Linked DNA regions of Gossypium hirsutum: regions 1 and 3 are each linked to region 2. A link is a contact called in public Hi-C data. All regions are on one chromosome and are shown on one strand. Each heading gives the region's core, a stretch centred on a gene start, on an enhancer-like site or on the middle of the called end of the contact. The rest is flanking DNA. Distances are from core to core; before and after follow the strand shown.

What was found. Hi-C and Micro-C count contacts between places; a contact is called where the count stands out from the background.
Region 1: a Hi-C map of leaf shows a contact between it and region 2, with 3 times the contacts expected there. The contact joins the enhancer-like site here to the promoter of LOC107934295 in region 2. A contact is called at or near these places in 6 of 34 Hi-C or Micro-C datasets (callus and leaf).
Region 3: a contact with region 2 is called in a Hi-C map of leaf, with 1.8 times the contacts expected there. The contact joins the enhancer-like site here to the promoter of LOC107934295 in region 2. A contact is called at or near these places in 2 of 34 Hi-C or Micro-C datasets (leaf and petal).

What each region holds. Positions count from the first base shown.
Region 1 is chrA01:91,712,232-91,714,931 of Gossypium_hirsutum_v2.1, forward strand. No RefSeq gene overlaps it. Among protein-coding and RNA genes, the nearest start is that of LOC121206924, 220 kb to the left of the region's middle. Within about 2 kb of position 1,315, at least 2 of the 9 cell types and tissues checked have an H3K27ac peak or open chromatin away from gene starts, as enhancers often do. A contact at or near this core is called in leaf, where this site is marked.
Region 2 is chrA01:91,106,132-91,108,831 of Gossypium_hirsutum_v2.1, forward strand. LOC107934295 (auxin efflux carrier component 3) reads left to right here and starts at 1,274. Exons shown (of 7, transcript XM_016866676.2): 1 at 1,274-1,961; 2 at 1,964-2,700. The coding sequence starts at 1,514.
Region 3 is chrA01:91,734,418-91,737,117 of Gossypium_hirsutum_v2.1, forward strand. No RefSeq gene overlaps it. Among protein-coding and RNA genes, the nearest start is that of LOC121206700, 230 kb to the right of the region's middle. Within about 2 kb of position 1,329, at least 5 of the 9 cell types and tissues checked have an H3K27ac peak or open chromatin away from gene starts, as enhancers often do. A contact at or near this core is called in leaf, where this site is marked.

The DNA of each region.
Region 1 (2,700 bases), core at 65-2,564, 610 kb after region 2:
ATAAATTAAATTATATGTATGAAATAGGAGAAATCCAATTATACTTCTATAATATTTTATACTTTAATAATTCAGTTGTTAAATTTATCAATATAACAGTACTTATTGTACATATGCTTTTCAAAACGGTCTAATCTTTAATATTGATAAAAATATTATTTTTATTAATATATTTGTAATGGGTGAATTTTTTTACATAAAATAAATAAATAATATTTTATTTTATTTTATTCAAAAATTGACATATAAAATTTATGTGAATGAAACATTAATTAATTATAATAATTAAAATATTAATCATATATAAAATTATAAAAAAAATTGTACCACAAGTTAATCTCTGTCATATATAATATATGTTCTTTTTTGCTGCCTTTTAATATAACCTGTATGTTCACACTGATGAATTACAAAATTCAGCTGTCGTACTTCACAGTCCCCATCATCATCATCATCATTATTATTATTTATGATAAAAGATAAATTTAACTCCTAATATTTATTTATTTTGTTATTTTAATCCTTATTTTTTAGGGTCATTTTAGCATTTAACCTTTCAAATTTAGTTAAACTGCTTGTTTTTTGGTGAAAAATGTGACTGAATTGTTAAAATTTTAGCATCATTGATGTAGTTACTAGTGTGACAATTTATGTATATTTCATAAAAATTCAAAAAAATATATATAACTATTTAAAAAAATTAACAAATTTTAAAAAAAATATTTTTTTTAAAAAATTTTCCATATTAATAGTAAAATATACATAAAATACCATGTGAACTTCCACATCAATGTCACTAATTTTTTAACAGTCCGGTCAATTTTTTAATCAAAAAGCAAGTAATTAAATTAAAATTTAGAAGTTTAGGGTCAAAATAACCCATAAAAAAATAAATACCAAAATTAAAAAAAAATGTTGAGTTCTAAAATAATTTTTATACCTTTATTCCCCATATCCAAATTTAGGTAAAATTAAAGAAAAAGAGTGACTCATATTTGGCAGTAAAATTGGAACTTGTGTTTTCATTTCAAGTTCGTTAAATACCAAAAGCATATAAAATTATATGTATAAAAACAGGAGTTAGGGGCTATGGTTTTATTTTTATATAACTCTTCAGACTACATAGAAGGAAATATGATTAAATCAAATATGGTAACGTCAACAGATAAAGTTCAATCCAAACAGAAAAAAGACAATGACCACATGATAATGATCGGACGTACCATGTGATTCGGGGGTCAATCAATACAGTACGTGCAAACATTGGCAGCATGGACCGAACATCGAAATCTAAACCCTAAAGTGAAATGGACAGATCGGGTATTTCGTGGTTAAAAAAGAATCCCATCATCATCATCCATCATCATCGACGTACTTAATGTGCATTGCATGCAAGCACATGTGGCTCAAACTCGTCGAAGAGTTCCACTTTCCTGTGTATGCCCATACCCTCATCATGTTCATTGCGGTGTTTTATTAGAGGCATACATATATACATTGCAGCAACAAACTGAAGCTAAAGAAGAAAAAGCTAATAACACCAGTGCTAGAATTATTGCCAGTTGGGAGTGTGAGAGAAGAAGGGGGGGGGGGCGAATCAATGTAAGGATAAGAATTCCAACTAAGGTAGGGACAATTGGTTGAGAAGGAAGTTTGGTATCAAATCAAATTTGGGGACAAATTTTTTCTTGGTCAAATTTTAGGGAAAAAATCCCATATTTCATAATAATTAATTTAATTTTAAGGATAGATTTCAACTTAAAGGTATAAAGTTTAGGGACGTATTTACATGACTGTTGAAAAGTAATGTATATTGAAGGATTTGAATCCAAAACTTGGAAGAATTCTATTTAAATTAGAAATTGGATGGCTTTTTTTATGGCTTAATCGTTTTGTTGGCTCTCAAATTTTTTCAAAAAATTAATTAAACTCTTTAGAGGCAAATTCAGTCCCCCTAAAATAAAAAATTATTGTTTTGGTTTTTTAAAAAATTTTAAAATTTTAAATTAGTAAAGATAAAATTACACTTTGACTCCTTTAAAATTATAAAAATTTAATTTAATCTTTTAAAAATTATAAAGATTTAGACTATTAAATATTCAAATTTCATTTCGGCCCCCTAAAATATATTTCTAGCTTCGCTCCTAAACTCTTTTGAACTTTTTACAACTAATTGAGCCATTAAACTAATAAAATTGGCCAAGTATAATAAGCTCTTTGATTGACATGACCGTTAACGACATTGATATGACACTCTATGTACGATTAATATATTCATACATTTAATCGTATATGCATGCAAACTCAATCAAATATATTATTACATAGAGTATCATGTCAGTGCTATTATCGATCACGTCAATAGTACTATAACGGTCAACGTTAGTTAAAAATAGATAATTTTGTTTATTCAAGATTTAATTGGGAGAAAAATTTTAAAAAAAACTTAATTAATTTTTTTAAAATTGTTGGAAACGAAAATACGATTAAACTTTTTCTATAATTATTAATATAATTGTATGTTAAGCTTTTTGGGGTGTGGCCTTTCCCAAAGTGCCTTTACCTTGCAAGAAAACTTCGAGTGTATGGTCAGAGTTTGAAAGATGGGAAAGATTTGTCCCACTTGCTTGGAAATTGGATAGGTAAAAGTGGAGTTCAACATTCAAAATATTTTACACTTTTTTGTAATGGGTGATCATC
Region 2 (2,700 bases), core at 24-2,523:
TGTTTCCTAATACTAAGTCAAAGACAAACAACAACCCAAGTCCTACGATTTACTCTTCTTTCCTTTCACTCCTATTTTTATACCTAAACAAATATGCTACCAAATAATTTTACAAAATAAAAGTGTGAGATTAGAGTTCAATTCATAGGTTTGTTCATGTGGTATTATAATGTGTGTGTTAGTAGGTAAGTTTAAACTTATATTGTATAAACAAATGAATTTAAAAATTTATATGAATTTTTTATTTTTAAATAAAAAGATTTTACTATCTAAAGTGAGATATATAATTTAATATTGATTTTTTGGTAATACAATTAACTTAGGAGGGCTTGCTTTTCAGCAATTTATTCTAGGGTTTTTTCAAAGATTCCATCTAACAAGAATTTTATTTTATTTACTTTTACCAATTCCTCATAGATTGTGAAAGAGTATTAGAGATAATTTTCCTAGTAAAAAAATTTAGTTATTAAATTTATTAGGCTTTAATGTCCAGGGGAACTGTTTTATATTTAAAAAATTCAATACTATAATATTAAGGTTGATGGTTCAAACTATAACTGTCTCTAAGTATCTCTATTGTTATTTATAAGTTTTGTATTAACATTTATTTCAAGTTTTGTAGTTACTTATCTTTATTGATTGAAGTACCCCTCCGGCAACTATACATGGTTTTATGTGGAGGCTAGGGATAAAATCTTAAAATAAGGACAATACCTTTAATTGTTAATGTCGAAGTTAATTTCCTTGAAGATGAAACTTCTCTTAGAAGAATTGATTCCTTGTCAACAATAATTTAAGATATTAACAGTATTTTAATTTTTTCTATTTTTAAAGAATATAATCTGTTAAATTAGTGGGATTTAAGTAAGGAAGAATACTAAATTTAAAATATATTTCAAATGTTGATTATACATTTTTAATATATGATGAATAAAAAAATCATATATAAAAATATATTTTAATTAATGATTTATATATTAAATTAAAAAAGTAATAAAATGATGGAATGTTAATAAAAATAAATTTTATTAGTGCAGTTTTAGATTATAAAGAAGATGAGGGCTGTCCACGTCATGGAAAAAGCCAATGGCACATTAGAAGAGCCACCTGTACATTATTATTATTATTAACCAAATTCTGTAGTTAAGTTAACCAGAAGAGGCGGTGAATTGTTAACCCAAGTTTCATAGTTGAGTGTCCTATCGTCCTCTGCTTCTCTCCCTATTCCTATATTATTTTCACTCTTTCCCTTCCTCCCTTCCCTTATATAATTCCCTCTCTCTAAATTAAAAGTTGCATATCTTTTAAAATTATACGCTGGCTTCTCATTTTCTCTCTTTCCTCACTTCCCTTGATTACCTTTTCTATATATCACAAAAATTTTGCAGTCTTTCTTTCAGACGCAAGCAGCAGGCACCTGTCCTAGAAACAGAGATCTTCTCAAGTTAGTTAAATAACGGTTTTTGCTATCCCCATTTTGCCCTTTCATCTTCTTCTTCTCCTTCATCGGAAGATGATTAGTTGGAACGATCTTTACACCGTTTTAACGGCGGTGATCCCACTGTACGTTGCTATGATCTTGGCTTACGGCTCCGTCCGTTGGTGGAAAATATTCACCCCCGACCAGTGCTCGGGTATCAACCGCTTTGTCGCCATATTTGCCGTTCCTCTCTTGTCTTTCCACTTCATTTCCACCAATGACCCTTACGCCATGAACTTCAGGTTCATAGCAGCCGACACCCTTCAAAAGCTCATCATGCTCTTCGTTCTTGGATTGTGGACTAATTTAACAAGGAACGGAAGCCTGGAATGGATGATCACCATTTTCTCTTTATCTACTCTCCCTAACACTCTAGTCATGGGTATTCCTCTTTTAATCGCTATGTACGGTCCCTACTCCGGGATGCTCATGGTCCAAGTCGTGGTTCTCCAGTGTATCATTTGGTACACCCTTCTTCTTTTCCTTTTGAGTACCGCGGTGCCAAAATCCTCATCATGGAGCAGTTTCCCGAAACTGCAGCTTCCATTGTTTCTTTCAAAGTTGATTCCGATGTGGTTTCACTTGACGGCCGCGATTTCCTCGAAACCGACGCTGAAATCGGGGAAGACGGCAAGCTACACGTTAAGGTCAGGAAATCTAATGCTTCCAGGAGGTCTTTGGGGCCGTGTTCCCTTCCTGCATTGACTCCCAGGCCTTCCAACCTCACCGGTGCTGAAATCTACAGTTTGAGCTCTTCAAGGAACCCCACGCCAAGAGGTTCCAATTTCAACAACTCCGATTTTTACTCCATGATGGGTGTTCAAGGATTTCCTGCAAGACACTCCAATTTCGGTCCAGCTGATTTATACTCTGTTCAATCCTCTAGAGGACCTACTCCAAGGCCATCCAATTTTGAAGAAAACAATACAGTAATGTCTCCACGATTCGGATTTTATCCAGCACAGACTGTTCCTTCATCCTACCCTGCTCCAAACCCTGAATTCTCATCCGTCACGAAGAACGCTAAAGCTACCCAACAACAACAGCAGCAGCCTAGGGAGAAGGAGAATAATAAAGAGAATCATGATGCCAAGGAATTGCACATGTTTGTGTGGAGTTCAAGTGCTTCGCCGGTTTCAGAAGGCGGAGGTCTCCATGTCTTTGGTGGTACAGATTTCGGAGCGTCCGAACAATCTGGACGGTCTGAGCAGGGTGCTAAA
Region 3 (2,700 bases), core at 79-2,578, 630 kb after region 2:
TTAACTTTAATTAAAATAATTAAAATTTTAAGAAAAAATGTTTAAACTATATTCTCAAAAAACATAACAAAAAATAAATAAAATTTTAAAATGATTAAATCAATAATTAAAAAAAAAAAGATAAAACCACAATCACAAATTGAAAAAAAAACTAAAATCAACCATTAAAAATATAGAAAAACACTAGAAAAAAATCAAAATTTGAAAATCTATAACCACCTTTTATCAAATTCTGAAATTTGATTAAAAATTAAAGAAATTAAAATTGAAATTGAAAAATTACCTACCTAAAAATTAAAAGAATTTAAAAAATTGACGGCATAAAAATAAAACAAAATTTGAAAGCAAATAAATAAAAGACGATTAAATTTAAAAAAAAAATTAAAATAATTTAAAATTTATAAAAAAGAAAACATGTTTGTTTATTTATTAAATTTTTTAATTTGTTAAGTAATTTAATTAAAATTAAATTAAGTTAGAGAAGATATTAAAGATGGATGAATATATAATAAGACTTGTATATTTTTAAAAATTGATGATATGATATTTTATTATTAATACTTAAAAGTTATATATTTTAAAATCATCTTATTTATTCTCATAAAACATATATATATAATTTAAATTCTACTTTTTGGATTAAGCATTTTCCAGAAACGAACCATATAAATCATCTCCTATGTTTCTCCAATATTAACTTTCTTTTTTTAGTCTTGCTCATTACCATTCAACTTAGATTTGCTTAGAAAGTAATTATTTTCGAGTGAAATAAAAATATTCCATAATCAGGTTAAAAACGTTATTTTATTATTTTATTATTTTTTAAATTAAATAAAAAAAACATTTGAAAATATCCTAATTTGCTTATAAAATTTTTTATTATATTGATTTTTTAGAATAAAATTTTATTATATTGATAATGAATAAGATAATGATTAAAAAAAAAGAGATTATCTGAATAACTACGTACAACTAACAATACGTATGCGATCCTAAAAATCCTGCTAAATTTCCTCATTTATGAGAGTTGATGCAAATACATTCATGTGAACACAGAAATCTTCAGACATTAAATTTATATTAATGATGTTATTACATTATTTTAGAGTAGACAAATCTAAGAAACTTTGACAAAATTAAGCTATTTTATTTTGCAAAAGTTTCAAAGACATCAAAGTTTTACTACAACACAATTAAAATAAAAATAAAAAATTCACGTCTATATGCAGCACATGCACGTGAATACAATAAAATAGACAGCCCCCAAACCAAATAAACGTTATCATATAATTATAAAAAAAATAAATGCATTATTAGGTGGTTATGAAACATGTGGTGCTGTCCTCGTGTGCGTGGCTTCATTCTACAGCATACAATGGGGCCAATATATACGCCATACCAGAGTTATCAGGATTTAAGCAAACATAATACCAAAAGAAAACAATTATTCCAAAATATGCATAAATCCAGTTTATTGAATCGTATTTTAACCCTTCAACGGCTTCAATCACTACCCTTTCTCCATTTTATATGATATATTATTGTTATTGCTCTTGATAGTGGTGCTGATGCAAAGTTTGTTTGCTCCCATTGATGAATCAGTGACTCCAAAGGGGTAGGGGTTTGGTCAGTGGATAAAATGGTGAAATTATGTTTTTGAGTCCCTCGTAAAAATCAGCAATTTAATTATATTATTATCTCTGACTTAGCCCATGCATTGATGAATAAAGTAGTGGAGAAAGTGGGAATAGGAGGAGCGGGGGCAATTAAGCCGTGGCTCGGACGGGAATGAATAGAAGGCAACAAAAAGGTAATAAAGACATCAGAGAGGGAGCGATGGTAGATGTAGGGTGAACCACGGACATGAGTCGCACCAGGGACCATTCCAGGGATTAGACTTTTGAGAAATGAAAAAGTGCCCCAATCCTTCCTTTTGGCATACCAACCCATCACATTTCACATTTTTAATATCAATCTTTTGGGACGCATCTTCTCAAGTAACCCATGCCCTTGTCCTTTCTTTTTTGCACTCTTCTTTCTCTTTTTTCTTCCCCTTCACCCTTTTTTGCTCAACTTGGTTCAAACACAGAGAAACGACTACATCTACTATATAGCTAAGTGTGGGTCTCTTTTTTTGTGTGTGTGTGCTTTCAAACTCAATGCTGGACCACTTCGATGAAACATGATTCATCGGTGGTGAAACACTTTTCTTAGAATAGGTTCACAAAGTCAGCCAGTCCATGTGGTTGGAACACTAGTTTCTGTCCACAACTGGATAAGATCCTTTTATTCTTCATTCAAAACTAAATGGTAATGTGTTAAAGTTAAAGGAATTGCCATTTCATGTTTTTTAAAAAAGAAAGGTAATTGCATTAAAAGAGCTTACAAATTTTTAACTATCAAAGATAATATTAGCTACTAATTAATATGAAAGCTCAAGACACCACGTAAGGACGGTCAAAATTGAGCCCATGGACATGGGGCTGCAAAAATGGTTCAAGCTTATATTTGGGCCTCAGTTTTGGGCAATTGAAAATTACTATCTTACTCTTATTAGATGGCAATGGAGTGGGATGAAACAATTCCTATGATCAAATTTTTAGCACTCAGCTGTAGTACTTATTCAACCTTGAAATTTTACAAAAATGTTATATTATATCAATTTAAAAAGCTAAATATAAATATATCCTAAAGTTTTAT